Regions from separate parts of the Sus scrofa genome. Here region 1 is linked to region 2. The links are chromatin contacts, called in public HiChIP or PLAC-seq maps. All regions are on one chromosome and are shown on one strand. The core of a region is the stretch at or near the end of the contact, and the rest is flanking DNA. Distances in the headings are between cores, read along the strand shown. Region 1 holds the start of FBXL22 (F-box and leucine-rich protein 22). Region 2 holds the start of PPIB (peptidyl-prolyl cis-trans isomerase B).

Evidence for each region. HiChIP or PLAC-seq counts read pairs in DNA pulled down with a chosen protein or histone mark.
Region 1: an H3K27ac HiChIP or PLAC-seq map of alveolar macrophages shows a contact between it and region 2. The contact joins the promoter of FBXL22 here to the promoter of PPIB in region 2. A contact is called at or near these places in 1 of 5 promoter capture datasets (liver) and 2 of 2 datasets of contacts at active chromatin or transcription factors (alveolar macrophages and skeletal muscle).

The regions. Positions count from the first base shown.
Region 1 is chr1:108,410,500-108,413,851 of Sscrofa11.1, reverse strand. FBXL22 (F-box and leucine-rich protein 22) reads left to right here and starts at 1,915. Exons shown (of 2, transcript XM_021094142.1): 1 at 1,915-2,443. The coding sequence starts at 1,938.
Region 2 is chr1:107,884,805-107,888,126 of Sscrofa11.1, reverse strand. PPIB (peptidyl-prolyl cis-trans isomerase B) reads right to left here and starts at 1,464. Exons shown (of 5, transcript XM_021093880.1): 1 at 1,188-1,464; 2 at 368-481. The coding sequence starts at 1,322.

The sequences.
Region 1 (3,352 bases), core at 666-3,165, 530 kb before region 2:
TCCGTGTTACTTATTTGCCGGTTCCTATCAGCCTTCTAAAGTTTGAAGACAGAGGCGCCTGCAGCCCAAATGGTTTTGCCTCCAGTTCCCACATCACACATTTCCTTCTGGCAGCTGTGCAGCTGCTGTTGTTGCAGCCAAGCAGCCGAGCTCCACATGGGCAGAAAAGAAGGAGCTGTGGTCACAACACCTGGCCCTGAGCCAGACCCCTCCCCAAAAGCAGCCATGCACGTGCCCCCCCCCCCATATCCTGGGATGCTTCAGCGAAGGAGCCAGGCTCTGAATGTGAGGCCTGCCTATCTTTCACTGTTTGAGCAGCGCTGCAGGAGTGCAACTTGGAAACCACAAGGAAGCAAAAGGACTCTCCCCCACAGACAGTACACTTAACACTGCTCTGTCTTTTAAGAAGGTGAAAGAATGCCCTACTTCCAGGGCTCAGCCCTCTGAAAAGGATGGGTTTGTGAAGGACTGGGGAGGGAGGGGGCTAATAAGGCTTTCCACTAAACCCACCGGTGGTACAGCAGCACCCCTGGTGTGGATACGTTTAACTAGAGCTGGAAGAGGGACTCTGGCTGTCAGCTGGGACAACTACGATGATGAGCTGGAAAGAGCAGTACCTAGTTGTCCTTTCCTTGAGAAACACTTCTTCCTTTTGGCTGTTTCTTGGTTTATGTTGTTTTCAAGGAAAGTCAGACCTTCCATTTCACCTTGGCAAGTGGTGGGGTGACTGTGATGGACTCCTCAGAGCACGGGAGCTGATGCCAATGGCTGCCTTCTTCCCTTGGCTGCATTCTGCTTTCACAGGCCAAGCTGCACCAGGGCTGACCGAGCCTTAGCCTCAGAAGAGGTGTTTCATCTGTGTTACTCCACCCACGTGCAAAACAAAGTGTTCCCCCTCCTTCCAATTCCCATTATGTGGGAGAAGGAATGGAGGTGACCACTGAGGGGCTGCTCCCTGGTCTAGCAGAGGAAGACCGGTTTCCTCGTCTCATTACTTAACCCACCAAGCCAACCAACTGGTACACAGAGTGAGGCCTTCGCAGGAGGAAAACTGAGGTGGGGTCTGGTCAAGGATCGGGAGCGAAGTGATATTAGAAAATGCTTCATGGATTGAGAAATCTCAGATCCTGAATAGAGAATAAAAAAAACCTTCAGGAAGCCTGGCTAGCAGCTCACCGCCAGGAGCTCAGGGCATTCACAAGGAAGATGGTGTGTGACTGGCTCAATGGGCAAGCGCAGACTGAAGTACAGCAACCTAAAACTGTTTCAAGCAGTTTTGTATTAGGAGCTACCTCAACCACCCTGACATTTTGGAAAATACAGGCTGGATACAGCAGGACACAACTCTTAAAGGCTAAAGCCAAGTAAACCGAAGTTTAAAAAGTGACACATATATACACAGAAGAATCTTGGAGAGAGAAGCTACTGAGGACAAACCCTTTATGGAAAAAACGAAGGGTATACATAGAGGCAAATGGGAGACCGAGGAAATCCCTGTGCCTGGAGGAGGGCAGCAGGATTTGAAGGCAGTTCTGAAGCCTGGAAAGTGTCACTACTGAGCAAAAGTAACAGAAAAGGGGTACTACCCATGCCTTCTGCTTACATCTCTGAGCACAAAACTACCACACTGCTCTTTATAGACAAACCTTTTCCTACAAAGAGCAGAGCAAAAGACTCCTATTGATGTCCCAGAAAATAAAAACAGACACTGTTTGCAATTAGAGTCCTTCCCAGTGACAAGAGACTTGCAGGCCCAGACGGAGGTGGTCTAGCCAGTACCACGAATGAAAACGCCAAAAGAGCTCTCTGCCTAATGCCATTGTCAGCTAAAAGCAAAGAAATCCCTTTTAAGGAAGCTATTTAACTTCAATACGCTGCTTCTCTGCCAAGATCTTCAATTCCTCTGAACATAAGCCGAGCCACACACTGCTGCACGTATGTCTGGGCCTGGACCTCCCCCCTCCTCAGAGCGGCAGCACCAGTTGTTGGCCAAAAATAAACACCATTCCTCAACCATATATGTCCACCAGCCCAGAGCTGGGGAGGAGCAGCAGGAGGTAGGTCAGGTCCCCGGGCTCCAGTCATACTCTGTGTGGCCGCTGCACACCATGCACATCACCCAGCTCAACCGGGAGTGCCTGCTGCACCTCTTCTCCTTCCTGGACAAGGACAGCAGGAAGAACCTCGCCAGGACCTGCCCCCAGCTCCAGGACGTGTTTGAGGACCCCGCACTCTGGCCCCTGCTGCACTTCCGTTCCCTCACAGAACTCAAGAAGGACAACTTCCTCCTGAGCCCAGCCCTCAGGAGCCTCTCCATCTGCTGGCATTCCAGCCGCGTGCAGGTGTGCAGCATTGAGGACTGGCTCAAGAGCGCCCTCCAGAGGAGCATCTGCAGCCGGCATGAGAACCTGGTCAATGATTTCCTCCTCCAGGTGTGCGACAGGTAGGCCACCTCCTGTGCTGGCTTTGCTGGCTCTGGCATCTGGAGTTCTATGAGGCTTCTGGGGGGCAGGGAAGAGCAAACCACAAGAGGATGGCTCCGATTTGGAGAGCCTCAGACTAGGCCCAAGGCAACCCCCTGCTCCCAGGCCCTGCCACAGTGCAGTCCCCAGATGGGGGAAATGGGCACCAAGCCTCCCCTTAGCCTCACAGGTCCTAGAGCTGCTTCTGCAAAGAGGAAGAACTCGGCTTCAGCTGTCCCCATCTTTTGGGCCAGCTGTCCTCCCTGGCAGCCATTAAACGCTGGGTGGGTCCAGCTGGGCCTTGATTTTTCAAAGTCAGGCCCCAGGAAAAGGTTCCTAGATTCAGCAGTCAGCTCACCGCTCCACCCTGCCCCTAGCAAGCAAACCCCAAGACCTGTGAAATGCAGCTGTGGAAGGAGAGCTTAGAGGGCTCAGCTCTGAGTTAGCTAAACCAAGCTAGGCTCCGGAAATAGGGGTGGTGATAAATTATGGTTTCCTAGAAACTTACTAATCTTCACGCTACCCAAAGGAGAAAGTGTTCTAGCCTAAGTTTTCAGATAAGCAAACCAAAGCTCTGACAGGTTGTGTGATCTGCCCCAAAGTCTAAAGCTGCCAGATTTTAGCAAATAAAAACTCAAGCCCAGTTAAATCAGCAAGGTGTGGCCTGGCCTTCCCAGGCCACTGTCTGGGCACACCAAGTGTCCCCAGAGTTACCAAAAAAAAAAAAAAAGCAAAGGACTTGATGGTCATGGTCCTCCTCCGAGTCCCTCAGTTCTGCTAGTGTCCATGTGACCCCAGCCCCAATATTTAAACTCTTTCAACCTCATTTCTTCATCCATAAAGTGGGATAAATTGCCTTATCTTGCAGGCTAAAAGAATTAAATGACACA
Region 2 (3,322 bases), core at 215-2,714:
TGAGGATGTGGATTCAATCCCTAGCCTTGCTCAGTGGGTTAAGGATTTGGCGTTGCTGCAAGCTGCAGCACAGGTCACATATGAGGATCGGTTTGGCATTGCTGTGGTTGTGGTATAGGCCAGCAGCTGTAGCTCCAACTAGACCCCTAGCCCCGGAACTTCCATTTGCCGCAGGTGCAGCCCTAATAAGTAAAAAATAAATAAATTAATTAAAAAACCCAATAGATATAGTAATAGTGGGTTCCCTGTGCCAGAGGGCACAGCTGGTACTCTGTCACTGTTATGGATGGGGAAGTCAGTTTGCTGCCAGCCCTATATGCCAATTTCACTTCTTTTGAGCTTGGCTACCTCCACTCTAGCCACTTACCTCTCCTGTAGCCAAGGCCACAAAATTATCCACCGTTTTTGGAACTGTCTTTCCAAAGAGACCGATGACCACCCGGCCTATATCTTCATCTCCAATTCGCAGGTCAAAGTAAACCTGAAGAAAAAATACCATTTTGAACTTGGCCTCTTTGAAGGGGCCTTGCTAGGGAAGGGGGACCCAAGAAGCTACCCAGAGGATGGGAGAGAAAACAGCCATATTTTAGGAGCAGTGTTTCTAAATATGACTTTGGTAGCAACAAAAATCCCATGAAAATTTACGTTTAGTTTGTTGACAATCTCCTTAGACTACAGATTAACAACCTTTGCTCTAAATAAATAATGGGCCCAGATGATAAAATTTAACATCAAAAACCCTAAGGAGGGGAGCCTAAGCACACCCCTCAGGTTTAAAACTACACAAATGTGCCTTGTAATTGGAAGTGGCTACAACTGGACCTGAGTAGATAAAGGACTGGCAATTTGGCAGACGTAATCTTTCACCATTTCTCCAGCAGTGCATAAACGGCTCTGAGTCTTCAGTGCCAGCCCAGCTGGGCATCATGGGTGGCAAAGCCTGGGCCAGGGCCAGGCTAACGGGGAGGGTTCAGGTCAATCTCTGGTCTGAATAAGCGAGGACCGCTCAGGCGCCAAGAAGCACAGCAGAGAGACTAGAGAGGGGGCAGAGCCAAAGCCAAGGACGCCCAGGCCTGAGCTCCGGGGCCGTAAACGCCTCGGACACATGTGACTAGCGGCGCCAAGGCCGGAACCCAGGCGGCGAAGGGCGGGCCTCGGCAGGCAGGTCTGGAGAGGGGAGGGCGGACCTTGACAGTGACTTTGGGTCCCTTCTTCTTCTCATCTGCCGTGGAAGGTCCAGGCAACAGCAGGAAGAGGACCGAGCCCACGACTACGGCGGCGACGAAGAGCACCTTCATGTTCCGCTCCAAGAAGCGCAGCATCCACCGGGAAAAGCGAGCGCTACAGGGCTGCTGAGGCCGGAAGGGGCGGGGCGGAGCGGCGTGGGCCCCGGCGCCGCCACCCAGAGCAGCCGGGGGGAGACAGGGGTTCCTACCGGCCTCCAAGCGGAGGAGGGCCCCATTTCCCCCCTCTGAGTCGGCGCCAGATGGTAGGTCCCCCTGGGGGGCGGAGCTCGGCTCGCCGACTGGGCTAGCAGGGACGCGGGCTCGTGGGTGGCTGCCACGTTACTGCGGCCTCATTGGCTCCCCAGCTCGCCAACGCCGACCAACAGGAAGAGGGTCAGCGGAAGGCGGCGCCGGGAGAAGACACTATAGTTTCTAGTAGGCAGAGCCTGCACCCTCTCGCCCTGCCTTTGCGGGATTGCAAGTCCACTGGCAGGAGGTGACCGATACTTTACGTGAGGAAGGGCATCGATGGGGCAGAAGACACTTAGCGTTGTCCGTATTGGGACAGTCAAGGATTAGTCACCACCACATTGGATATAAATGTGATAGCCTCAAAGACTAGCGGCACGTTTCTGCCTACTCGTAGTATAACCATATACAGCGACCAGAATTCTACTCCTGTGCAAAACTTGCTTCACTTTTTTTTCTTTTTTTGGTAATAACCCATTGGAAGAAGGATCTGAAAAAGAGTGAATGTATCTATATGTAAAACTGAATCACTTTGCTGTACACCTGAAATTAACACTTTGTAACTGTTCATTTATTTATTTATTTATTGCTTTTTAGGGCCACCCCCGTGGCATATGGAGGTTCCCAGGCTAGGGGTCTAATCGGAGCTACAGCTGCCGACATATACCACAGCCACAGCACCATCAGAGGCGCCTCTGCGACCTACACCACAGCTCACCACAACGCAGGATCCTTAACCCATTGAGTGAGACCAGGTATCCTCATGGTTCCTCATCCTCATGGTTCCAGGTTGGATTTGTTTCCGCTGCACCAAGTTGGGAACTGCAACTCCAATTTTTAAAAGTCCTACTTTTTTTTTTTTTATTACTAATCTCTATCACAGTACTACGTTTTTTCCCTCTCCCTTCTCTAATTGTACTGCTGTGTTTGTCAATGCACACTTTAGTGTGTACTCTGGTTCTTTTTTTTTTTTTTTTTTTTTTAATGGCTGCTCCCACAGCATATGGAGGCTAGTGGTCGAATCAGAGCTGTAGCTGCCAGCCTATGCACAGCCACAGCAATGCCAGATCCAAGCCGCATCTGCAACCTAGACATCACAGCTCATGGCAACGCTGGATCCTTTTTTTTTTTTTTTGTCTTTTTGCTATTTCTTTGGGCCACTCCCGCGGCATGTGGAGGTTCCCAGGCTAGGGATCGAATCGGAGCTGTAGCCACTGGCCTACGCCAGAGCCACAGCAACGTGAGATCCGTGCCGCGTCTGCAAACTACACCACAGCTCACAGCAACGCCAGATCCTTAACCCACTGAGCAAGGGCAGGGACGGAACCCGCAACCTCATGGTTCCTAGTCGGATTCGTTAACCACTGCGCCACGACGGGAACTCCGCAACGCCGGATCCTTAACCCACTGAGCAAGGCCAGGGATCAAACCCAAAATCTCATGGTTCCTAGTTGGATTTCTTTCTGCTGCGCCACAACAGGAACTCCTGTACTCTGGTTCTTAACTTCCTTTCTTTACCTGTTTTCCAAGTAACTACATTTTTTGTGTGAGGAATGGACTGTGTTGCCCTTACTTAGTATACAGCTCTCCTAACTGCTGCAGGGCTAAGTGCACAACAAATATTGATTGGAACAGCATCACTGTTAGAAATGAGATGGGAAACAATACCTGCAACAATCTTAAGTTTAGTCTCCCTTCTCTAGAAACCTCCAGGAAAGTCAGGGATAGTAGTCAGATGTCCCCAAGCAGTATCTCAGGTCTCCAAACAGACTTGTTGTTCCCAACAGTCGACAACACATATACTTAAGAACTGGGAGTCTTACATCCTCCGGCCAAAAAAACCCCCG